2 separate regions of the Mus musculus genome follow, and region 2 is linked to region 1. A link is a contact called in public Hi-C data. All regions are on one chromosome and are shown on one strand. Each heading gives the region's core, a stretch centred on a gene start, on an enhancer-like site or on the middle of the called end of the contact. The rest is flanking DNA. Distances are from core to core; before and after follow the strand shown. Region 1 overlaps Dct (dopachrome tautomerase). Region 2 holds the start of Tgds (TDP-glucose 4,6-dehydratase).

Evidence for each region. A called contact is a pair of places that touch in the nucleus more often than the background predicts.
Region 2: a Hi-C map of liver shows a contact between it and region 1, with 1.6 times the contacts expected there. The contact joins the promoter of Tgds here to the enhancer-like site in region 1. A contact is called at or near these places in 3 of 39 promoter capture datasets (hippocampal neurons, liver and trophoblast stem cells), 4 of 484 Hi-C or Micro-C datasets (embryonic fibroblasts, embryonic stem cells and liver), 1 of 115 datasets of contacts at active chromatin or transcription factors (bone marrow-derived dendritic cells) and 1 of 9 other capture datasets (adipose tissue).

What each region holds. Positions count from the first base shown.
Region 1 is chr14:118,019,630-118,022,329 of GRCm38.p6, reverse strand. All of the region lies in intron 6 of Dct (dopachrome tautomerase), which reads left to right. Among named protein-coding and RNA genes, the nearest start is that of Dct, 31 kb to the left of the region's middle. Within about 2 kb of position 1,294, at least 5 of the 459 cell types and tissues checked have an H3K27ac peak or open chromatin away from gene starts, as enhancers often do. A contact at or near this core is called in liver, where this site is marked.
Region 2 is chr14:118,131,459-118,134,158 of GRCm38.p6, reverse strand. Tgds (TDP-glucose 4,6-dehydratase) reads left to right here and starts at 1,394. Exons shown (of 12, transcript NM_029578.3): 1 at 1,394-1,515. The coding sequence starts at 1,430.

The DNA.
Region 1 (2,700 bases), core at 45-2,544:
CTGTGTTGGCTACACTGTCTCCCTTTGTGGCTGGCTGTGGGTATGTTATGACTTGCATTCACTTTATTATAGTCTGCATCATTTCAGAGCGCACGGCTCTTCCTCATTTACTGTGCTCTGTAAATTGGGTCTTCTGTATGTTGTTCCTAGCAGAGCATTTATTGTCTGTTTTATGGCCCGTACGAGACCTATTGTCTTCCATTATTTCCCCCCTTTCTTTTATCTCTGCTGATTATATATTGCTTTAGACTTTTGTCTGCCTTGTTAATTATATGCTTTGCACGGGGAGGGCTCACTGTGTCTCTACAAGCTGTCAGCCCCTTGCTGTGCCGGTGCGGTATCTTCCCGGTGGCTTGAGATTCTCTAGCCTTTTTCCTAATCACATTTTTATTTCTGACATGGGCTCAAGAGATCGTGGAAGTTCACAATTGGCTTAGAAACTCCTGAGTTGAACTCCACACTTTCTCCTCCTTGTCAAAGGTGCGGCTACACCTGAAAACTAATTTGCTATTGTGGCTGCTCCTGGAACTTAGCTGAGAGATTGATGCATAGTGTGATTTATTGTATGGGAAAAGAAATACATGCTTTGAGAACTCTGGTTTTAGCATGCCATTAATCCCAGCACTTGGGGAGAGGGGCAGGTAAGTCTCTGTGAGTTTGAGGCCAGTCTGGTCTATAGAGTGAGTTCCAGGACAGCTAGGGTTAAACAGAGAAACCCTGTTTTGAAAACTCAAAAACCAAACCAAACCAAACCAAACCAAACCAAACCAAACCAAACCAAACCAAACCAAACCAAACCAACAAACAGAACTCTGGCTTTGTCTGTGAAGGGATGAGGATGGGTGCAGAGATGCAGAGATGGCTCAACAGCTAGAGTGTAGACTGCTCTTGCAGAAGACCTGAGTTAACACCCATGACAGGTGTCCACAGCTGCCTGAGGACCCCAGCCCCAGGAGGTCTGGCATCTCTGTAGTCATACTAGCACACATGCACACACTTTCCAGCACTCAGACACACATGCATATATTGAATTAAACATGAAAAAAACATTTTATTGTAAAATGAACTCTGGCTTTAGAGTTGGGCTTCCTGGGTTCACACACTCTTGCTCCGTCATAGGCCTGCTGTCTGCTGTTGGACAAATCTCTTACTGCTTCTGTATCTTTCTTACTTTCTGCTTTAGGCTGTGCCTCCCCCTCATTGAAATTCTAAAATCCTAATCCTTGATCACCCAGTCAATGACTTTGTTTGTACATAGTTAGCTCAGATCAGGTCATGTTAGAGGACTGTAGGTCACTCATCCATTATGCAAGGGACCTTAGCCTGTTTCTGGTGCTCTAACAGAATTCTACAGTCTGCATTAATTGTAAACAATAATAGTTTGTTTTGTTTATGGTTTTGAAGGCTAGAAAGGCCAAGAGCACAGCACTGACATCTGGCAAGGGCCTTCATGCTGTATCATGGTGTGGTGGTAGTGGAGGAAGGGCACTATGTGAGTTTCTGACAAAGGAGAGAAAGCAGAAATTGGTTTTTGTTTTTGTTTTTAATGAGAAAATGGCTTCTATTGCAGTCACCCCAATCACAGCATTAGCCCATCCGTGTGTTCAGACTCGTGACTACTTACTAGTGGTGGCCAGGGAATGTCAGCATGACTTTCGGAGTGACACTCAAGCCTTAGTAAGTGATGTTCACAGAGGCAGAAGGAGTCTGGATGTGGCCAGTACGCATGTCTGAAGATGAAGGCAGAGACCCACAACCAAGCAGTGGCAAAGACCACTGGAAGGAACCAGCTCTAGCAACATCTTATTTTGGGTTCCTGCCTTCTAGAACTGGGAGCTGGCAGTGTCTAAGGCACTCAGTCTGTGGTCCTTCCTTACAGTAGCCTGAGCACTGGATGAAAGCAGCAGCCATTAACTCAGGCTATTCTGAGGTCCCAATGCGTTGTTATCCATAAAGCTCTTAGGGTAGCGTTTGACACAGAACAAGCACCAACAATATTAATTATTGTATTTATTACGTGCTAATTATGTACCATATGCCTCCCTAAATGCCCATCTTTTTATTAGCTAGCTCTACAAAGTCATGATGCCAGAGGATAGTAGCCTGCACATACCTGTAAGGTAGGGACTCCTTCATTCTTCTTCTATGAGCCATTGTGTTGAACTAAGCTAGTAACAGCACCGATGCTATACTTGAAGTGACAGTCGCCATTTGCTAACGTTTCTCACACAACAGAAGCTACTATAGGTTCTGCGTTGCCATCTCGCCTCCTCCTGCGCCATGCTGGTGTCCCCTGCTGATGTTGGCAGTACTTCCCTCATGGTCAACACTCATGGGCCATGTCCTCCTCATCTTCTTACTGATTCTTGACAGCTCCTCCTAACCCCCAGTGCCAACACTACGGTTCAAGGAACAGCTTTCTCTATGCGTGGTGGAGCGAGTGTGCACCTGTCCTGAGCTGTTCAGACCTACTGCTTTCCCTGTGGTTATCTATTGCTGTGTTAGAACGACCCCAACACTTCAGCTGGAAGCTGTGTGACCACTTAATTTCTTATGAGCAGAGACTCTGGAACGGCTTTACTGAGAAAGGGTGGGGCAGGATCTTGAGGTGTTTGTAGTCTGTTGGTGGTAGATACTGGAGTGGCTGTGGTCTGACTAGTCTTTGTTCCTTTGGCTTCTCTGTGTGACTGAGTTGGGCTT
Region 2 (2,700 bases), core at 145-2,644, 110 kb before region 1:
TTGTTTATACAGATTGACTGCCTGGGTTTCTTGATGGTGCTCTCTGAACCTTTCTTTCAGAGCATTGCCAGGTTTTTCATTGTTTGATAAAATAAAACCCTACTAAGTTTAAGTTGTTGAAAGCTTTAATTGTGTAAATGGTAAACCAAGAACGTGGGTGAGGTTGATTCTAAAGGAAAAGCAGAGCATGGGCTTTGATTACTGTAGGCACTTTCCCTTTGTCTCGTGTGTGTGTGTGTGTGTGTGTGTGTGTGTGTGTGTGTGTGTGCTTGAGACAGGGTTTCTCTGTGTAACCTGGCTGTCCCGAAACTCACTCTGTAGACCAGGCTGTCCTTGAACTCAGAGATCCATCTGCTTCTGCCTCCCAGGTGCTGGCACTAGAGGTGTGTGCTATCACCTGCTGGCTTCATGTCTTTCTTCTTGATCAGTAATGTTATTCTCTTTCACTGAAGACAGGCTTTTTTTTTTTTTTTTTGATGCCTCGGTACATAAAAAATTAATATGACTTCTAATCACTCCCACTTGGTAGAGCCTCCGAATTCATAGAAAGCAGCAGACTATAATATAAACAGCAGTGAGCAATCATATGATAAGCCCACTTGTTGATGAGTGTGTGATAGATCTGGTCCCAGAGAAATGAATGGCCTTACCTCCATGGAGCAGAGACAGTGAGAAATTACATCAGTGGCCAATTTGTTGATGAATGATAAGAAGAAAACAAAAAAAAAAAAATGGTTCTGCATGGTTAGAGTCAAGGAATGACTCTAATAGGAAGATGGCACTCAAACTGAGAACTGAAGGAGGTAAACACTAGTCAGACATCCGAGGAAAGGGCAGGTAGACCAGGGAAGAACACCTGGTAATATAAATAAGAGCAAGAAGGACCAGGATTGGGGCACAGTGAGCAGACAAGAGAAGAGAGTAAAACCTTCCAGGGAACTCTGCAAAACTTACTTATCATGATTGCAAGCGGCCTTCGCCTTTTGTGACAGTATTTACAACAGTGAAACATAATTTTGCAATGCAACTTTCCATTTCCATACTGCATACATTCTAGAGGATTCTGCTCAGCTGGGTGTTAGTCTATGAGCATAGCTGAAGTTCAAAAATGAAGGCATCGATTCATAACTCCGAATTTCTAAGCACCTATAGTAGTAATCCATGCTGGTGACACTTGCTTAGAAAATATTCCAGACCCTAGTACCAATGACCCTAATTTCTCCTAGCTGGTGACTATGGGCTAGAGAGTGCGCGCCTGCGCAGTGCCACTGCCGGCTCCGCCCCTCTTTTGGGGTCTGGGAGAACCCGGAAGCCTCTGCGACTTCCTTTGAACGTGTCGGGGGCGGGGCATGTCGTAAAGCGTCGTGAAGCTGCTTCCCTCGGTTCTTCAGACGCCGCGCTTTACGGCGCTGGCTCTGCAGAGCTGAAGATGTCCGCTGCGAGCCGGGAGGAGCGTTCTGGTCCTCCCGGCAGCTTCGCGAAGCGGGTCCTGGTGACCGGGGGTGCTGGTTTCATGTAGGTAACGGTGCTGGTGGCTGAGAAGTTTCTCCCCACAAATCCTAACCTTGCCCTGCGGTTCTCCTTGTCTTTTGCACTTCGGGTCCACGACTTTGCAGATCCGTTATGGGGAGGGTCCCAATGCACAGCCCGGATGTCCATCCGGTTTCCCTCACTTTCTGGCCAGCCAAGACGAGGTTGCTTCGAAAATGCGACTTCTTTAACACCTTCCCCACAAAAAGGGGAACTCAGGAGTGCCTTGCTGCTGTCCCACCCCCTACCTGCCCGGGGGTGTTTACCACCTGTCACTTTTCTGAGAAGCACACATCAGTTTCATTCCCTTTTCTTCCCGCTCTCTGACAAAGCTCCGGCCAGCAGATGAAGGCCTTTCCAAAAGCTCGCCTCTACACGATGTGAGGATCGATCGTAATGGGACTCTTTGTCTTGTCTTCTCTTTTTTAGAAACTGTTTACAAATCCTTTGTTATTCCCAACCTGTTTGAGGCTCACACCCACCTACCGTGAAACTGTCCTTTCTATTTGTGTCAAAGCTTATTCTTAATTTGACTTCTGTTCCCTGCCTCCTTTTCCTTAGAACACTGCTACTATCCCTCTCCTGTTGATCTCGCGCGTTTTCTTTACACTTTGTAGAGTGTGTTCCTAAGTGAGATAGATGCAGCTGCATAGAGTTTTACAGTCATGGTTTCTGTGAGACTTGTAATGAAAGTCCAGGGTCTTTATCCGATCTAGAAGACTCGGGTGCTCGAGCCCTGCTTCCCAACCTAGTCTCTTGCTTTTCTGTACTCGCCCACAACCCTCTCAGGCTTCTCGGAGCACAGGAGGTTAGTGCTGCTTCCCGACTTGAGGCAGTTGCATAGGCTGTTAATTTACCCGCATATCACCTTCAGAGTGCTTATGGGAACACCTTAGGCCACCCATCCACTCAGCACTACCTGAAATTACATTGAGTACTTGTGTTTACTTGTTTATGGCCTTGCCCTTCTTCTAGAGTATAAACTGTGTGAGAGTAGACTGATGTTCATTAAGCTCCCACAGAAAGAAAGGTCAGGGCCATATCGTGAAGGTCTTCTGTAAGAGTTGAGTGGATGGATGCGTGAGCGATCCACAGGAAGTTCTGTCCTTGTAGTGTCTCCTGCATGGGGAGGGGTCAGAGAGTCTTGGTTACTGCCCAAGAACATGCAGT